Linked DNA regions of Sus scrofa: region 2 is linked to region 1. Evidence: chromatin contacts called from public Hi-C data. All regions are on one chromosome and are shown on one strand. Each heading gives the region's core, a stretch centred on a gene start, on an enhancer-like site or on the middle of the called end of the contact. The rest is flanking DNA. Distances are from core to core; before and after follow the strand shown. Region 1 holds the start of VSIG10 (V-set and immunoglobulin domain-containing protein 10). Region 2 overlaps KSR2 (kinase suppressor of Ras 2).

Region 1 (6,123 bases), core at 2,571-5,070:
TATTTTTAAACAATTAGGTGTGGGAGCCCAAGTTCTCAGGGGTAATTCCCACTGAGAAGAGAACTAGAGAGTTACAGACACAACAATGTGTGCTCACGAGATCTGCAGACTTGCTCCTTCCCAGGCTCCTTGGCAAAGGAATTAAAAAAAAAAAAAAAAACTTGGACAAGCCCTGGTGAAACACTAGTCTTGGAACTTGAGCTAATATTGTCTTTTCCTCCAAGGAGTAGAATGACATAACTACAAAATCCACCATTTTAAGGCATTTCACTTCTCCTGGCTTTGCTCACTCCATTCTTTTTAACCACTGAAGCTGAAGGTGACCTGAGAGGTCATTCTGTCCTGAGACGCTGGCAGTCCTGAGGGCTGGGTTAAAGATCAGGGTAGGCTGCATCAGGGCTCAGCGGAGAATACATTAGTAATGTCTGACATAGACAAGAATGGGGAGTCCTTCAGGATGCACTAATTCCACACTTGACCATCCTAACCCCCTCATTTTATTTGATTGATTTTTTGGTCATGCTTGAGGCATGTGGAAGTTCCCAGGTCAGGGATGAAATCTGCACCACAGCAGTGACCCAAGCCACAGTAGTGACATCACCGCATCCTTAACCCACTGTGCCACAAGGGAACTTCCGTAAACCCTTTCATTGTACAATTGAGAAAACTGAGGTTCAGAAAACTTGAGTGATTTACTTAAGGCCTCACACAAGCCACTGGGAAAGCTGGGACTGCCATTCAGTTCTTCAATGCTCCAGGTCACAGGAATTTACTCTGGTCTCCCAACCAGAAGGGTGAGACAGTAAGACATGGTAACAATTTGTGCTACTAGAAGTCATCCGCAAGTTGTCCAGAGGGTCCTCAAAGGTCTCCCAACCTTAAATTCAGAAATGGACCAAAGGAAGGAGCAATATAAATAACCATTTCCCAATGCTGCCCTCATATTATCATTTACAGAGTTGAGTTTGTACCCAAACATTTCTTTTTCCTACACCTTCCCCCAAGAATGACCCCAGGTTTACAATCTGAGATGACAGTGGGGGCATGAACACCGACTGGAGTTAAATGAACAGGAAAAAGAAAATTTTTCCTCCCAAGTCAACTGCTGGCTTGAAAAACAAAGAACAAAAATATATCAGGCCAGGGAGGCCCCCCTGGCACTGGACACATAGGTGAACTTGGCCTGGGCATCAAAATAACTGGGCATGGCAATGGAGGAAGCTTCCCTGTGTGGTGAGCTGCAGCCAGTTCATTCCAGTATGATGATTTCAACCCAGGCTTCTGATGTCCCCAGGCCCTTGACAGTTACAATGCAGTAAACACTGCAGACAGCTGGGGAGAAGGGAATACACAATCACCTTTAACTTCCAGGGATGGCCAGTTGGAAACTGTGTGTCCACTTCTCCTCCCCCCTGCATGGTGACCACCAAGTCAAATGCCTGGAGGGGCCAGCAGGTAATGTCCATGTCTGCAGTGGGCCAGGGGTCAGTACTATAGCAGCAAGAGGGAGAATAAATTTGAAGTCACTTGCCCTGGATGAAAACAGGTGACCACTGCTCAGTACCATGTTGGAAAACAGTCCCTGTGCTGCCAGATCTTCAGATTTTTCCAGATAAACTAGAAATCTAACTTATGAGAAACAACTGTTTTTAATAATTGCTAGAAGCAAAACAAAAACTTAGGACAGCTTCATGATTAGGAACTTTCGGCACTTGCCACTAGGAAGCTCAGTGGGGCAATTCCTCTAGGAACCTACAGATCAGCTGGGTGTGCTGTGTGCCAGACTGGGTAACCCTGAAAATAGGACGCTGCAAGTATTCTGGCAAACTAACATCTCCTTTCCCTCCACTCCATTCCTCTCATTGCATGTCACACCACCCTGCACACAAAAGACATGCATTGGCTGGTGAACTAAATACAAAAATTTTTTTTCATTCTTTTTAAAATTCTTTATGTTTTTGTAAGCAACCTTCTATTCTTTATTGTTACAAGACAGAGAGCATAGATGAAGCATTTAAGACCTTTTGCCAATCATGTCAAGTTTAAGAGATGATGTCAAGTGCAGGGGAGGTTTTCTTTAAGTCTGAAATTATTTCAAAATAAAAGTTTTGTTTTGCTTTTCAAGTGAGGGAGAAAAGCCCAACTTTGCGCTAGTCCACACAGGTCCGCTTGCAGTGGTGTGTGTAGGGAAATCCACAGGTTACAGGTGCAAGGCGAGTTCAACCTTGGGTAGAGTAAGGAGAGGAAATAAAGGAACCTCGGGTTTGAGAACCAGCTCAGCACGTAAAACCAGAACTCGAACTTACATCTGACGCTTAAAAAAAATAAAAATAAACACCTCCCTCTTCAATTTTCCCATCTTCAAGTGCCATGGTTTTCCCATCACCTCTCTGCAGGCCCTTTGCAGCCTCGCCCGCTGCCCACTCCAAGAAGGTGAGGATGTCCTCCCCTCCATCAAGCGTCCGGGAAAATTCCTCCCTGCAAAAAACCGAGCTGCGAGCAGGAAACTCAAGACCCTACCGGGGCGACTCCCGGGCCGAGGCCACAACCGGATCCCGCAGAGTAGGAGGGAATTCGGTCCCCGGCTCTAGGCTCCCCACCGCTGCCTGGCAAAGCTCAACTTTTCCCTCCAGATCGCGGTCCCTTACCTGCGACGACCCAGCGGGTCAGGAGCGCCCAGAGGCAGACGAGGACCTGAGGTTCCGGCACCCGGACGCCTGCGGCCATCTCGCCCCAGTTGTGGGCAGGGGCCCCTCGGGAAACGCAGGCTCCGGCTAGGCTGGGTGTGCGCCCCTCAGGGCCCAGCCCCTGGGGTACTGAGTGCTCCTCCCAGGTCCTCGGAACGACTGAGTAGCTCCACTTTCCGCAGCCCCTACGAAGGATGCTTGGGTGAACTCGATGTGTGAGGCTAGCAGCTGCGCTGGGTTCCGAGCGCGACTCTCTCTCGGGAGCGCCCGGCCAGGGTGGGAGGGTGCACCCCGCCCCCTGCGCCCGCCACCCACTCCGGCTCGCGGAAAACAACAGGAGTCGGGCTCCCTCCCGCCTCCCATCCAGGCGGGAGTTCAACTTCCCCTACCTCGCCCGGAGAGGAGGGCTTTCTGCAGAGGGCGCGCCGAGTCGGGTCCGGACCGGCGGGGGAGGAGCGCTGAGGCTGGTCCCTCCCAGAGCCCACTCCGCCCGGGACGGCGGCCGAGAGTCGCGCGGCCAGCTGGGCCGGGTAGATCCCTGCAGCTGCCGCAGGAGGACACCCCCGCCCCGGCCCGTTGGCTGCTGCCTCCCGGGCGCTCTAGCTGCTGCACCCGGAGGGGCGTCGCGAAGGGGCCGGCTGCCAAGCTGCAGAATTCAGGGTTCTTTCGGCTGAGCTGCTCTAGAGATTTTCATTTGTTTCCCTGTGCTCCGGGCGGGCGCCGGGGCCGCCATCGCTGCCCTTCTCAACCCTTTGCAGAAGGAAGCAAGTCTAGATCAGAAGAAAGATGATCCCTTAGACCTTCCAGCCAAGAGCAGCCACGAGACTCAGGTCCTCCGGTTAACTGGATGAGACCTCACAGTAAGAGTGAGGGCCCAGGTTCAGCGGAACTGGGTTCTCGAGAGCTTTTTTGTTTTTCCCTTTTAATTCCCCCGCCCCCATCCAGTCTGGTTCCCAGAGAGCTACATTCCCGGGCTAAAATACCCCTCTTCCCACCATACCCCCATCCCATTCTTCTGTCCTGGGGAAAACAGGGTTACAATCTCTTTAGGAAGACGTGCTCCCTGAAACAGCTGTACCAGAAACTTCGTCTTAAAAAAAAAAAAAGCCAAAAAAACAAAAAACTGCAACTAATACAGTGACATATTAACTGTAGACTGCAGGAAGTCTAGGAATGTTCCCATTCTTTGGACTTTTCTGTGTTTGAAAATTTTCTCGTCACCTCATCATAAAATGTTGGGGGGGGGACAAAATGCTATAAGAAAATCATTCACTCTGTTGCCCAAAAGTGCCTTACTGAAATACTTCTCCCATGAGGAAATCCTCTTGAAACCAGTGAAGAAGCATTTTTCGCCCATGAACTGAGCCATAAAGTTGCATAAAGTTCCTTTTTTTCCCACTTTTGCTCAGTGATTTTACCTCTTCAGCCAGCTCCTGACAGTTTTCCTCTTTCCTCTCCCACTTTTGCTTTTGTTTTTCATCTTTTTACTTTGTGATGGAAAGTCAAGCCTCTCCATGATTCACCTCACCATCCTTTATTCCCAGAGCCTGGCAGCTTGGTTACCACCCAATATATGTTAAATAAGCAAATGAAATTTCCTTGCAGCTCCTCAAGCTTTTCTGACGAATACCTCACATCCTCACCTTAAGTTAACAAGATATGAATAAAATCAGTAAGTGGTGAGTGTTCTGTTGAGGGTCTGGAATTTTCTGTGACCCTGACAGTACCTCAAGGGGAACTTGCTCAGAGTAGGCCCTCCTGGTATATTTGCTGAATCAAATGCTCGGTGCTTAGGCCCAGCTCTCCACTGTCAGAAGGATCAACCTCCTACACAATGTTTTACAGCAGTGATTACAGCACCTCACTTTTGCATAGCTGGGAACTTTTTCTAAAGCAACTTTAGAGTCTTAATCTCACTGGGCCGTCCTTCCAACCCTTGGACCTGAAGAATCATTCAATCCCATTTTACAAGTGAGAAACCTCCAGCTGGGGGTTAAACTCCAGGTCACCAAGCCAGTTGGTGGTAAAACCAGGACTGGAACCCATGTCTGTGTGACTCCAATTCCCGCCAATATGCCAATCTTGTCACTTATGCTAAGGCTGCCTTGGTCTTGTCAACTTGAAAGAAAAATGCACAGTATAAAACTTGTGAGTTAAGTTTTATTCTGAAAACTTACTGAGCACCACAGCCACAGAGACAGTTTCAGACAGGTCTGAGGAACAGCTCCAAGAGAAAAGGGAGGGAGCCAGGATGTGTTAGAACTTTTTGGCTGGAAGAACAGACATCTCAAGTTAATGATGTTAGTGTTTTTCTTTGTATGGGAAGATGCAAGAATCTGGGGTCCTTTGAAATTTTTCCTTAGGTACTCATCTTTACTATTTAGGGGCCTGTATATCCAAAGCACAGAATGTTTCCTGGTTTTCTAATTCCTGAATTCCCCAGAAGGCCACCGCAGTGTCTCATGGCTTGATCCCTGTAGAAATGAAATGGCAGGCAATATTTTTTTTTTCTTTACAGTCTTTTTTTTTTTTGCTGTTATAGCCTGGATGATTTGGCTGTCACCAGGCCTCAAAGGAAGCCTCCAGACAACAGTCAGTGTGGGACAGAGCTAGCCCAGGAAACATTCACTCTCTCCAGTTTGGGTAAGGCTGTGGCTGGCTCTGAGATAGGATCTGTTAGGAAACACCCTGCCCTAACATCCGGTTGTGTTTCAGGCCACTCTGGATGGTAGAAAATACCCTGCCTAGAATAGTGACATTAGGGGTGAGTTAGGGGTTCACTGTAGGGTCTCTGGCAAAGTAGGAGCCTTTCAAAGCCCAGGTTTTCACTGTCTGCACCTAACAGTCAATATTCACCCATGGGATTGTCCTGAAGATAAAGTAAGGGACTCAGAAGTCTTTAAGGCATGTCTCTGGGGGTCTGTCATTTGAGATGCACCCTTATAGAGCCTATCAAGACTCCTAAATCTCAGAGATTATTAAACACGAGGCTCAAACACCTCTCTGCTCAGGCTGCTACACATGGCTGGTTTTGTTGTGTTTCGTTTTCACCTCCCATAAATTGAAAAAAACTACTCTACAAAAGAATGTATACATTGTGAAGTGGAGATTGGCACTTGCTATCTGCCTCTACATGGACTGAATCATGAGCCACCCCCTGAAAGAAGCTCAGGGTAGAGATCAGGAGTGAGGTACTCTGTGCATGGAGAAAACTGGCAGAACAGGTCTTCAGACAGTAGATATTTTCAGAAGGTTTTATGAGCCCAATTCTTGCATCTCCTCATATCTAGAAAACCCCTAAAATCCTTCATGATGACATCTGCTCCTCATGACTAGCAGTAACCTTCTGTAAAATGTGTGCTTGACAGCGATGTATCTCCCCTTCTTCACCAGAATCACATATGTACTGACCTTCTTCGCTAACTCTCTGAAGTTT
Region 2 (5,555 bases), core at 2,632-5,131, 190 kb before region 1:
AATCAAAAAGGAAAAAAAATCACCTTTTGGGACAAGAATATGGCTAGTCTGGGAGTTCTCCTGTGGCGCAGCAGGTTAAGGATCTGGCACTGTCATTGCAGCAGCTTGGGTTGGTGCTGTGGCAAGGGTTCGATCCCTGGCCCAGGAACTTCCATAAGCCATGGGTGTGGACAAATACATACACCCATACATATTGCTAGTCTGAGCAAGGGAAGACCCAGAAAACTTCCCAGAGCATTAAGTTGAGATGGAGCAGCCCTAGGCAGAGATGGAGTAGCCCTGCCCAAAGGGGGACCCTGGGAATCAGCAGCTCTTTCCACCAGGTCTCCAGCACTGTTGTGTAAAATAACCACGGCTGCCAGCTCACATGGGCCTCCTGAGCCAAATGCTGTGATAAAGCCCTTTTTGGAATTATCTCTTCAATCCTCATAGTGACGATGCAACACAGGTCCAGTGACGGTCCCAATTCCACCGTAGAGAAAATCAAGGCACAGGAAGGTTAAATAACGTGCCCAAGGTCACCCAGCTACTAAGTGAAGGAGTCAAGATTTGAACCCAAGTCTAACAAACATTCAGTTATTGACACACAAAGAATGTTATGATCTACTGCCAAATAGAACAACACAACAGGAACAGTATCATCCCATTTTCTGAATATAAATGCACATGTTCACACACACACACATACAAAAAAAAAAAATGTTCCTAGCAGCTAGCAGCTGCATCTCTAGATTATAGGTAAGATTTGCTCATTTTTATGCCTGTGCATCTTGTAATTTTTCCATAAGCTTGAATTATCTATGTAACAATTAATCACAAATGTCATGAAAGTCAGATACTTGTCAACAAAAAGATGTGGGTCATGATGTTAGCCATTTCATTAAATAAATTTTAAATGTATATAACACATAAAAATAAATAAATATAACTATACACATACATGCACATCAGCCTATTTTACAGATGAGGAAACTGAGAGCTATAGAGCTTAAGTAACTCTCCTAAGGCACTAGATAATTTTACAAGTTAGTTCCCTCTCCCTCTAATTTCCTGACCATAAGAATCATCTGGAGGTGTTTGTTCAAAATTAAACTTCCAGACCCATGCCCTAGAAATTCTGATTCAGGGAATCTGGAGAAGGCCCAGGAAGTCATAGAAACATAAGCACCCCAATGATCCTGCGCATCAGGCAAGCATGAGAAACATCCATCTAACTGTCTGAATTATGTAAGGAAAGCAGTTTGTTTCTCAGACAAGCTTAAGCATCCGGATCCTTGGGCAGAAAACCAGTTCTGGAAGCCTGGGAGCAGCCCCACCCCCACCCCCACTCTGCCAGCAGGGGCCTTTAAGGGCTGTGGGCTGATTTGCACAGCAGGCCTCTACCAAGCACCTCCTGAGGAGCTGTCCTCACCCAGAGCCTGGAGAATCCAAGGAGCAGGCTGCACCAGTCCAGGCCTGAAGGAGCTCCCAGTGGGGCAGACAAGCTAGCTATACAAACGTACACCACAAGGCCAAGGAGAGGAGTAGAGGGAAGAAGGGCACCTAGGGTCAGCACAGGCATCAAGGATGCAAAATTACCAGAACAGCCTCGTACAAGAGATGTTGCAAGACCATAGGATGATAAAGATGGGAGTTCTACGTTTACCCAAAGAGAAGAAAGGCCTCTCATCCTTTCATTTAAAAGTGGTGTGTGTGTGTTTGTGTGTGTTTAGGTACTTTCTAAATACAAAGAGCTGGGCAATATAAAATCAATTACACACCCTCCCTGCCTGGAAGGCCCTGCAGCCCAGCCCAGTGAAGTACAGAAATTGAGAGCATTTAGACACTGTCATGGCTATTTGACAGGGTAATTTTCCGTGGAATCTGATAGTTCCCAAGAGAGGCTTATATTTCGTTTGGGGTCTCTTTCATTTTTCTAAGATATTTTTTATCCTAGCTTGTACTGGCTACAAAGTACCAGGCAAGGAAAAAACTGATCCTTCCCCACACAAAGTGTGAGAGGCACAGCTCCACTTGGGGAATTTTCAGGGATTGGTCTTAATCCACCTACATCATTAAATAAATTATTTTCCAAAATGATTCTAAAGATACTGCCTTGCAGAGCACTGTGACAATGCTGAAGTGGATGCTGAGCTGTTACTAACTAATTCCACAGATGGGGAAACTGAGGCTCAGAGGCTTTGGAATTATGCCCAGGTTCACATCACTAAAGCAGCAGGAGAGTCAGGATTCGAACTCAGGATAGGATGCCCAGTTGCCAGCCCTCTTCCCCATAACACTTTGCTGAAGCGGAGAAAGTTCATACCATCTAGAGGTCAAAGTTGAGAAACACTTAGAAAGGGGCCTCACCATGACCTCACCCTTCCCATGTGTCCTAATTTATTTTTAGGTCACCCTCTATTCAAGCCCATGCAGAGCTGAACTGCAAAAAGTTCAAAGAAATTCCATCTTCAAGGGAAGAAACACAGGGCCCATGGAATAGCACTCGCAAGCTGAGCCCACCATCAGCGCCTGCACTCTGGTACAAAAGGTTTCCTGGGCCTGGGGTCAGAAGGATCACAGGACTTGGAGAGCAGGCTGTAGTTCTCCATCTCCACACCAGAGGGCAGCCTGGCACTTTCCATCGCAGATGGAAAATTTCTTCAGACCCTCCCTCCTGGATCTGAGCATCTTCAAGCCTTATTACTGTACTCAGTATTAGCTTGATGGTAAATTTAGCAGCATAAACAAAAAAAAAGTTTAAAGTCAGGGCACGTGACAGAGCTATAAATAATTATGTCTGAAATCTCTAAGGTAAAAACGGGGGACTTTCCACTCAGAATCTAAACCAAGATGAACCATGAGAGAGATCTACCGGCAAAGCCCCTCAGGTTTGGTTTGCTGGGGTCCAAAACCTTCACCACTTTAGGTACTTATAAAAAAAAAAAAGCACTAAAATAGAGTCCATGGAAGCTGGAAAGGGGTGCAGTACAGATTGGGGATCTTCCTGACCTTATGGAAATCAGCTCTCCTGTAAACCTCATAGCAATGCCCATTTTACACAGGTGGAAACTGAGGCTTAAAAATCACAGGAGGAAGAGACAGGCTCCAGAGCCGTCTGTTCCCCTCAGGGTGCCTTCAGCAAGCACCCCATATCACTGCTGTCTTCTCTTTAGCAGGAAGCAGCTGGTAGCAGAGAGCTCAAAGCCCTGAAACCGAATGGCCCACGTCTTCCCACAGCTTAGAGTTCTTCCCCTCTGGCGTTAGACATAAATGGCACTTTCCTATCCTCCGGAGTGTCATCCTTTCCCAACCATCCTCCACTGTCACCAGCACAACACCCTGTTTTTTTTCCTTGGGAGCACTCATCGCTATCCCGCAAATTATCCTGTTTATTGGTTTCCATAGTTACGCCCCCCCCTATCATCATCATCACACACCCATCAGAATGTCAGCTCTAAAGAGCATGGGCTTTGCCTGTCTTTTCCCCCAGTGTTCAGATCAGGGCCTAGCATGCAAGACATATTTCTTGGTCTTTCGATGAACCAGCATCACTGGGGTGGGGGAATCAGGCCCCTGCCCAGATAACCCAACTCCTTTTCCAGCGGGCACACCACGTTCAGAACCAGCTCTTCGGCCCAGGCTCCCAGGTTCTCAGAAGCAGCGGCGGTGGTGGAGGGTAAAGAAATCTTCAGCGGCCCGACGCCTTCCCGCGGTTGCCAGGGAGACTATTGTCATAACATCCCCGCCGCTGGGGTGGGGGGGGACAGCTGACAGCGGAGAGAATTTATTTGACTCGCTCACGTCTCAAGTAACCGGCCATTTGCATCCGCAGGCAAATTCGCTGCTGAAGCCTGGCAGCCTGGGAGACGTTCCCTTCCTCCTCTCCCCAGCCCATCCCAGTTAGAACAGGATCTCCGCGCTGGAGCCAACCGGACCCAGCGGTCCTGCGCTGGCCCTGGGGCTGCCTACTGCGCCGGCTCGCTCTACCCCAAACCGCCCACTGCTTTGTGTTAAAGCTTTCAGTGTTCCTGGTAGCTTTTCCTTCTCTTTACGTTTTTATGGCTAATGAATATTACAGACAGTAGAGAAAAAAAAGAGCTCATATATTTAATGAGTACTGACTTAGATGCCAGCCCCACTGGTAACTTCCTCACATAATGATAATGTTTATATTTTTGCCATAACAATACATTTTGCTATATATTTCAAACATATCTATATATGACATAACATATACAGTATGTTATATTGATACAGTATGTTATATATTGATCTATTATATACTACTGTATGGTACATATTATATGTAGCCTGTATCTGTATAATATATATTATAGTCATAGGTCTATCACAGATAAGAATTCAGGAGTTACCTTATGGCTCAGCAGGTAAAGAACCTGACTAGCATCCATGAGGATACGGGTTCCATCTCTGGCTTCAATCACTGGGTCAAGGAGCTAGCAGATCCTAGCTAGGTTGCAGATGTGGCGCCTATCCAGTGTTGCCATGGCTGTGGTATAGGCCTGCAACTGCAGCTCTGATTCAACCCCTAGCCCAGGAACCTCCATATGCTGAAGGTATGGCCCTAAAAAGACCAAAAAATATATGTATTAATATATATATAATACATAATTTTAAACAATATTTATATTATATAGCATATATTATGTATTTATAATAATAAAACTGACATCTGTTGATACTTTTTACCTGCCAGCCCTGTGCCTACTGCTTAGTTAAGAAGGATGCTATCAATAAATATTACACGATAATACATTCATAATCATCTTCATAGCTAAGTTTTATTGAGCATTTACCATGTGCCAGGCACCACACTAAGTACTTCCTTAATGTCACTAGATTGTCATTATGTGCCCTAAGAGCTAAGAACTGTCTTATTCCCATTTTTTTTGGTCACTTTTTTTTTTTTTTGTCCTTTTTTAGGGCCGAATATGGAGGTTCCCAGGCTCGGAGTCTAATCAGAGCTGTAGCCGCTGGCCTGTGCCACAGCCACAGCCACGCCAAATCTGAGCTGCGTCTGCAACCTACACCACAGCTCACGGCAACACCGGATCCTTAACCCACTGAGTAAGGCCAGGGGTCAAACCTGCAACCTCATGGTTCCTAGTTGGATTTGTTTCTGCTGCACCACGAAAGGAACTCCTTATTCCCATTTTTGAGATGAGAAAATGGAGGCACAGAGTGATGATGTAACTTGCCTTCGGTCCCAGGGACAAACAAGCAGGGGCTAAGGCGGCCCCTCAGCCTGCCCCATTCCTTTATTTCCATACCACACTTTAAAGTTGACAACCTTTCACTCCCTTAGGGGAGCTTGTTAAGAACATGCAGGATGGGCCCCTGCTTCCCTCGACCCACACATGCAGAATCAAATGCTCCTGGGGACAGGGGGATTCTCATTTCTTTTAAACAAGGTCCCCAGATAGTTCTGACAGAGGCAAAAAGTCCAGAACCACTGCCTTCAGGTTCTTAATCCGTCATCGCCCCTGCAGTGCCAATTAGGCGATCTGATTAAATGAGCGAGTCTTGAGGGGCTGATTCCAGAGAGGGCAGGG

The links. A called contact is a pair of places that touch in the nucleus more often than the background predicts.
Region 2: a contact with region 1 is called in a Hi-C map of fetal skeletal muscle, with 2.8 times the contacts expected there. The contact joins the enhancer-like site here to the promoter of VSIG10 in region 1. A contact is called at or near these places in 11 of 47 Hi-C or Micro-C datasets (embryonic fibroblasts, epiblast stem cells, fetal heart ventricle and 7 more) and 1 of 2 datasets of contacts at active chromatin or transcription factors (skeletal muscle).

Annotation. Positions count from the first base shown.
Region 1 is chr14:34,555,857-34,561,979 of Sscrofa11.1, reverse strand. VSIG10 (V-set and immunoglobulin domain-containing protein 10) reads right to left here and starts at 3,820. Exons shown (of 10, transcript XM_001924427.5): 1 at 3,077-3,820; 2 at 2,649-2,872. The coding sequence starts at 2,727.
Region 2 is chr14:34,742,192-34,747,746 of Sscrofa11.1, reverse strand. The region is part of intron 1 of KSR2 (kinase suppressor of Ras 2); the gene reads right to left. Among named protein-coding and RNA genes, the nearest start is that of KSR2, 70 kb to the right of the region's middle. Within about 2 kb of position 3,881, at least 26 of the 83 cell types and tissues checked have an H3K27ac peak or open chromatin away from gene starts, as enhancers often do. A contact at or near this core is called in fetal skeletal muscle, where this site is marked.